2 separate regions of the Sus scrofa genome follow, and region 1 is linked to region 2. A link is a contact called in public HiChIP or PLAC-seq data. All regions are on one chromosome and are shown on one strand. The core of a region is the stretch at or near the end of the contact, and the rest is flanking DNA. Distances in the headings are between cores, read along the strand shown.

The links. HiChIP or PLAC-seq counts read pairs in DNA pulled down with a chosen protein or histone mark.
Region 1: an H3K27ac HiChIP or PLAC-seq map of alveolar macrophages shows a contact between it and region 2. The contact joins the promoter of NANP here to the promoter of GINS1 in region 2. A contact is called at or near these places in 3 of 47 Hi-C or Micro-C datasets (heart right ventricle and liver) and 1 of 2 datasets of contacts at active chromatin or transcription factors (alveolar macrophages).

What each region holds. Positions count from the first base shown.
Region 1 is chr17:31,215,914-31,219,103 of Sscrofa11.1, reverse strand. It overlaps NANP (N-acylneuraminate-9-phosphatase), which reads left to right and starts at 1,738. Exons shown (of 2, transcript XM_003134309.4): 1 at 1,738-1,902. The coding sequence starts at 1,813. LOC102165363 (a long non-coding RNA gene) reads right to left here and starts at 1,684. Exons shown (of 8, transcript XR_002340151.1): 1 at 1,240-1,684.
Region 2 is chr17:31,058,431-31,061,872 of Sscrofa11.1, reverse strand. It overlaps GINS1 (DNA replication complex GINS protein PSF1), which reads right to left and starts at 1,333. Exons shown (of 7, transcript XM_003483911.4): 1 at 1,055-1,333. The coding sequence starts at 1,129.

The DNA of each region.
Region 1 (3,190 bases), core at 489-2,988, 160 kb before region 2:
TTCCTCTCTGACAGGACTAAGACTTTTTTTTTTTTTTAAACAAGAGGAGGTCATTCCCAAGGCTTGGGAATTTACACGGACAGTCTGAGGATCACACCCTTTTTTACTCCTAGTTCTACTTCTTTACAGGCCATATAGTCTCACTTGTAACTATTCAACTCTGCTATTGGCAAGAGCACCAAAGACAAAATTTGAATTTCATATAATTTCCACGTGTCATATATTTCCTTTTATTTATCTATTTATTTATCTGTAGGGCCACACCCGCAGCATAAGGATGTTAGGCTAGCGACCAAATCAGAGCTGCAGCTGCCAGCCTACTATGCCACAGCCACAGCCACACAGGATTTGAGCCGCATTTGTGACCTACACCACAGCTGAGGACAACGCGGATCCTTAACTCATTGAGTGAAGCCAGGTATAGAACCCGGGTCCCCGTGTATACTGGTCAGGTTCTTTACCGCTGAGCCACAACAGAGGAACTCCTTTTATTTTTTAAAATTACTTTAAAATATGTAAAAATCACTCTGCCCACAGAGTCAACAGAATCTAGTGGCAGGTATTTTTGCCCTGTTACCCTGTTTGGCATGATAGACAATTCTGGGTTACTAATGATGACCACATATCCAGATTTCAGTAAAGTTACCCAACAGAGACAATTCAGAAGATTAGAGATTAGTTCCAAGATCTGTATTCTGCTAACAAGGAGTTAGGAAGCAAACAACTGTTACTGTCCTTCTGAAGGTTTAAGACACTTTTGGTCCCTCAGCCTCTATCTTTACCTGAAAATCACCCAGGTAGAAGACACCCAATGACCAGAAAATGCAAAGCTTCAGCAAAAGCCATCAAAGTGGACAAACCAGGGAGTTCCCGTCGTGGCTCAGTGGTTAACGAATCCAACTAGGAACCATGAGGTTGCAGGTTCGATCCCTGGCCTTGCTCAGTGGGTTAAGGATCCGGCGTTGCCGTGAGCTGTGGTGTAGGTTGCAGACGTGGCTCAGATCCCACACTGCTGTGGCTCTGGTGTAGGCCGGCGGCTACAGCTCCGATTGGACCCCTAGCCTGGGAACCTCCATATGCCGCCGGAGCGGCCCAATAAATGGCAAAAAAACAAAGAACAAAGTGGACAAACCATCGGGCAGACACTACAGAGCACTCAGTCTCCAGGCGCAGCTGTTAAACAAGGACTGGAATATTACACCTTTCAAAAACTTTCTCTGGCTCTGAGCCGGCTCCTACCATCCAGCAGGGTAAAGACGGTCAGACCAAGCCGGGTCCCGAACTAGGAAAGTAAGTGCCTGGCTGGAACCGTAGACGACGCCCTCGCCCCTCTGGCGCTACTTCTGAAGGGGGCGGCGGACTCGAAACCAGAAACCACACCTTCCCGGCGGCGATTTGTGGCCGCGGGCCCTCCGCGGGCGAGCATAGCTACCCTGCAGGAAAAGTCGCTTCTTCCGTCTCCTCCCGAGCGCCCCGGGGCGCAGAAACCTCCCCTACACAGTTACGACGTCTTCCTCACACAAGAAGCGCAAAATGAGAAAAAAGACAGATGCGGCTAGAGGTACAAAGGCGGAAGCCGAACCTGCAACCACCCTCCTCAGGGCTGTAACTCAACCTCGCTCTTTCTAGAGACCACAATTTCGGAGTCTCGCGGGACCTTGCTGTTCCACAGCGCTCGGGTCTGGGAAACATCTCGCGGGACTTCCCCAGCGGCGCGGAAAGGTCTAGTGGCTTAGTGGCCCCGCCCACGGGCCGTCTGGCGCACGCGCGGGCAGCAACGGCGAGTTGGCTGGTCGTGCGGGCGGCAGCGCCATGGGGCTGAGACGGGTGCGGGCGGTCTTCTTTGACTTGGACAACACGCTCATCGACACGGCCGGTGCGAGTCGGAAGGGCATGTTGGAGGTAACGTTCCTGCGCCCGCTCCCCTCGAGCTCGACGCCACAGCCCCTCGCGCTCTTGGGCCCCCGGCCCGCTGCCTTGTACACTGTGCTAAGTCCGTACCGAGGCGGCTCGTGCCGGGGGGCCTCCTAGTCTCCGCACGCGGCGGCAGTAGCCGCCGCCCCCGCCCGATTGGAGCAGGCAGGCTATTCCTGGACTGCGAGGTTGCGCGCCTAGAGCGCTCCCTGCACAGGCACCGGAAGGGTGTCGCTGAATTGCCACGAGGGCAGAGGAGCCCCGCTCCCCAGGAGTGACAGCGGAAGGGTGGTCTCCCACCGCGTGGTCTTCGCTGGGCCTTTGAGCCTGGACTTAATTGACTCTAGAGCGTTTTCCCCGCGGCAACACTCATGTGGTGTCCCAGCTGCTGTAGGTTTCAGAGGTAACACTCAGCGCTAGTCCTGCTGCGCGGGATATGGCCTCCTTTCTGTACCTGCTTATGCACTTTCAGACCTTTCTCATGCTTTTCAAAAACCTAAGCAGGGAGCTCCCATTGTGGTTCAGCGGTAATGAACCCTACTAGTATCCATGAGGATGCGGATTGGATCCCTGGCCTCATTCAGTGGGTTAAGAATCTGGTGTTGCTGTTCTGATCCAGATGCTGCTCGGATCTGGTCTGGCCTGGCTGTGGCCTAGGCTGGTAGCCGTTCGACCCCTAGCCTGGGAACTTCCATATGTTGCAGGTGCGGCCCTAAAAAAAAAAAAGACCCTAAGCCCCCTCTATTTTCTTTCTTATGCTTTCAGCTTTAAAGAGAAAACTAGAATTATCATACCTGCAAAACCCACTTTGGAACTTAATCTTTTCAACTCTCTTCATGCCTCGTTAGTTAGGTTGTCTCTCCCAAGCTGCTTCTTGGTACATGGGATGCATTCCACTCTGTTTTCAGATCTGTCCAGTATATATGTGTGTGTGTGTGTGTGTATATATATGTATGTGTGTATATATATGTGTGTGTGTATATATATATGTGTGTGTATATATATATATATGTATATATATATATATATTTTTTAGGACTGCACCCGCAGCATATGAAAGTTCCCAGGCTAGGGGTCGAAAAGGAGCTACAGCTGCCGGCCTACACCACAGCCACAGCAACATCAGATCCCAGCCACCACAGCTCACAGCAATGCCGGATCCTTAACCTACTGAGTGAGGCCAGGGATTGAACCCATGTCCTTCTGGATGCTAGTTGGGCTCATTACTGCTGAGCCACAACGGGAACTTCCAGATCTGTCCAATACTTTAAAAAGA
Region 2 (3,442 bases), core at 84-2,583:
GTCTTCCCTCTTCAGTGGAGCCGCATTTGAGAGCTTACACACCTCTGCATTCCAGCATCTCTATTGAACCTCCCACGGGGCCTCCTAACTTTGGAAATGAGGTAACTGTCTAAAGTTGAAAGGATGACAGACTGGAATTTAGGAAACCTGTGTTCAAGTTGAGGCTCTGACCCCAACGTGCTACAAGTTCAAAACAAGTCTCTTAATTTGATCCATACTTTCCTCATCTGTAAATGACGTGATTGTCAGACCAGGTGCTCTTTAACGTTTACCTTCCCCAAAACACTCTTTGGGTTCACCTCCAATGTTAACTCGCTACCTGAAGGAAAAGCCTCCTCAAAGGCGGATTCTTTCCCATCTGTTACCCCATCCGTCTCCACCCCTGTTCCAGCAGTTTCAAGTCCCGTCTGTCTCAGGGCCCGCTGACCGGACTGTTCGGACCATACACAGCTCCCATTGGGTTTATTATTAGCACCTTAAACCATTCTTTATCCTCTCCAATCCACTCCTCAAAGTGTTACCAGAGTTACTGTCAAAACACAAAGTTAGCCAATCGCCCCTCTGTCCAAAGTGCCTTGTGAGGGAACAGTGAGTCCCCAGGACCCAGAGCCCAAGTGTGGCCGGCACACAGCGCACCGGTCGCCCTTTCCTAGCAGAGCGAGGGTATCCGCACCGCCTGCTCCTTCCCCGAGCAGCTCTCACGCCCCAGTTACTGCGGTCCACACTTCCTGGGTAGAACACACCACCTGTGCTCCAGCAACCCCTCTCCCGCCCCTCCCGCGGCCGCCCTACAAGGGAGGGAGCCTTCCACGAGCTAAGGCGGGGGTGGAGCCTGCCTGCGGCTACCCCAGGCCCGGCTGCTCTCCAGCACATCCCCGGGGCGAGATGCCATCGCCAAACCTGCGCGCACATCTGGAAGCCCCAAGCCCACAGTCTAAGCTTAGGGGCCACCCCCGGTGGCCACAGCCACCGCGAAGAACCACGGGCACACCCGTCTCCCGCTCCGGCTGAGCACCCCCGAGAAGCTGCCCGGGAAGCGCCCGCCAGCCCTTACATTGAAGGCCGGCAACTGTCCCTCGGCCGCGCGGTGCAGCTCCCGGACCAGCTCCATGGCCTTCTCGCAGAGCATGGCGGACGTGCCGGCTCCTGCGCACCCGAGGCTCCCAAACAAACGACAGCGGTCCCAGGACCACAGCCCGAGTTCCTGCAGCTCCTGCCGCTCGGCTCAGACACAGACTCCGCCGTCACCCCGCTTTGGCGCCAAAACGCGAAGCCAATAGGAACGCGCTGCCGACCTCCCGGCTACAGTGGCGGCCAAGGGACATATGCCTCCGCTGCGCAGCCGCAGTGCCCCAGGGATCGCTGCCCGGATTTGTTGTAGTTGTGGGCCCGCCCCTCGGTGCAGGCATTGGCCTGATCTCCTGCTGAGCGGCAGGACAGCTTTTGTGCAGCACAGCTCAGGACGAAAGCAGCCCCCCCCTTTCCCATTCGATTCATTCATTCTCTTTTAGGTTGACTGGGCCCGCGCGTTGAGGTCGAGAAGGCATGACGGGAAAAGGCGTGCATTGATGTTAAGACCTAGCATTGTGTCTACTCGGTTTTGCAGTGTGGTTTTGTGTGATATAAAAGGGAAACCAGGAGTTCCCTTCCTGGCTCAGTGGTCAACGAATCCGACTAGGAACCATGAGGTTGCAGGTTCGATCCCTGGCCTTGCTTAGCGGCTTAAGTATCCGGCGTTGCCGTGAGCTGTGGTGTAGGTCGCAGACGCGGCTGTGGCTCTGGTGTAGGCCGGTGGCTACATCTCTGATTAGATCCCTAGCATGGGAACCTCCATATGCTGGTGGGAGCCACCCTAGAAAAGGCAAAAAGACAAGAAAAGGGGAAAACAACTTTTTTTTTTTTTTGCTTTTTAGGGCTGCATCCGCGGCATATGGAAGTTCCCAGGCTAGGGGTCCAATCCGAGCTGCAGCTCCGGACCCACACCATAACCACAGCAACAGGGGATCCAAGCCGTGTCTGCGACCCACACCACAGCTCACAGCAACCTGGCATCCCTGACCCACTGAACAAGGCCAGGGATGGAACCTGCCTATTCATGGATCTGCGTGGGATTCCTTACCGCTGGGCTACAATAGGAACTCCCAGGGAAAACAACTTTTATTGGGTGTCTCCTGAGAGCTGGGGACTATAACATACTTCATGTAATTCTCACCATTATCCCTAAAGTGGTTATTAAGACTCTTGGTACTGATTAAGAAACAAAAGTTAGATAACTTGCCCAAGGTCACACAGTTGGCAAAGTGATAGACCCTGTTTTTAAACCTTCACCTTCAGAGTACCACCTTTGATATTAAAGCAGTCAATTTAAAAACGTGTAAAACAGCCCAACTCACTGTCTGTGGGAAGGGGGTTTACTCTGGATTAACATGAATAGCCATATTCTCACCTAGATGATTATGGAAATTTTCATAACTATATAGAATCAAAGGTGGGAATTACTGTTGTAGAAACAATTCGTTTTATTTGGCTCTTTTTTTAAAGCACTGTTACTTAGGAGTTCCCATCGTGGTGCAGTGCAAACAAATCCAACTAGGAGCCAGTGGGTTAAGGATCTGGTGTTGCCATGAGATGTGGTGTAGAAGACACAGCTCGAATCTGGCATTGCTGTGGCTGTGGCATAGGCCAGCGGCTACAGCTCTGATTAGACCCCTAGCCTGGGAACCTCCATATGCGGCAGGTGCAGTCCTAAAAAGACAAAACACAGGAGTTCCCGTCGTGGCGCAGTGGTTAACGAATCCGACTAGGAACCATGAGGTTGCAGGTTCGGTCCCTGCCCTTGCTCATTGGGTTAACGATCCAGCGTGGCCGTGAGCTGTGGTGTAGGTTGCAGACACAGCTCGGATCCCGCGTTGCTGTGGCTCTGGCATAGGCTGGTGGCTACAGCTCCAATTGGACCTGGGAACCTCCATATGCCGCGGGAGTGGCCCAAGAAATAGCAAAAAGACCAAAAAAAAAAAAAAAAAAAGAGAGAGAGAGAGACAAAACACAAATACATAAATAAAGCACTGTTACACGGATTCATTCTATTTGACCCTATAAACTGTGTTCCTTTTCTGCAAATATATAGTAGATGTGTGATCTGAGAAATGTGCCTGGGAATGGTCTACAAAGCCTCTGAATTTTATCCTTACCTCGAGTAACATTTCCATCTCAGCTCTACAGTAAGGGGTAATTTAGCTAAATGTTTTTATTTATTTATTTATTGGTTGTGCCCTTGGAATGTAGAAATTACCAGGCCAGAGACCAAACCTACACCAGAGCAGTGACTCAAGACTCCACAGTGACAATTCCAGATCCTAAACCTGCTGTGCCACAAGGGAACTCTGGTAAGTGTTTTTATTTTATTTTACTTTATTTTTTTTTGTCTTTTTGCCTTTTCTAG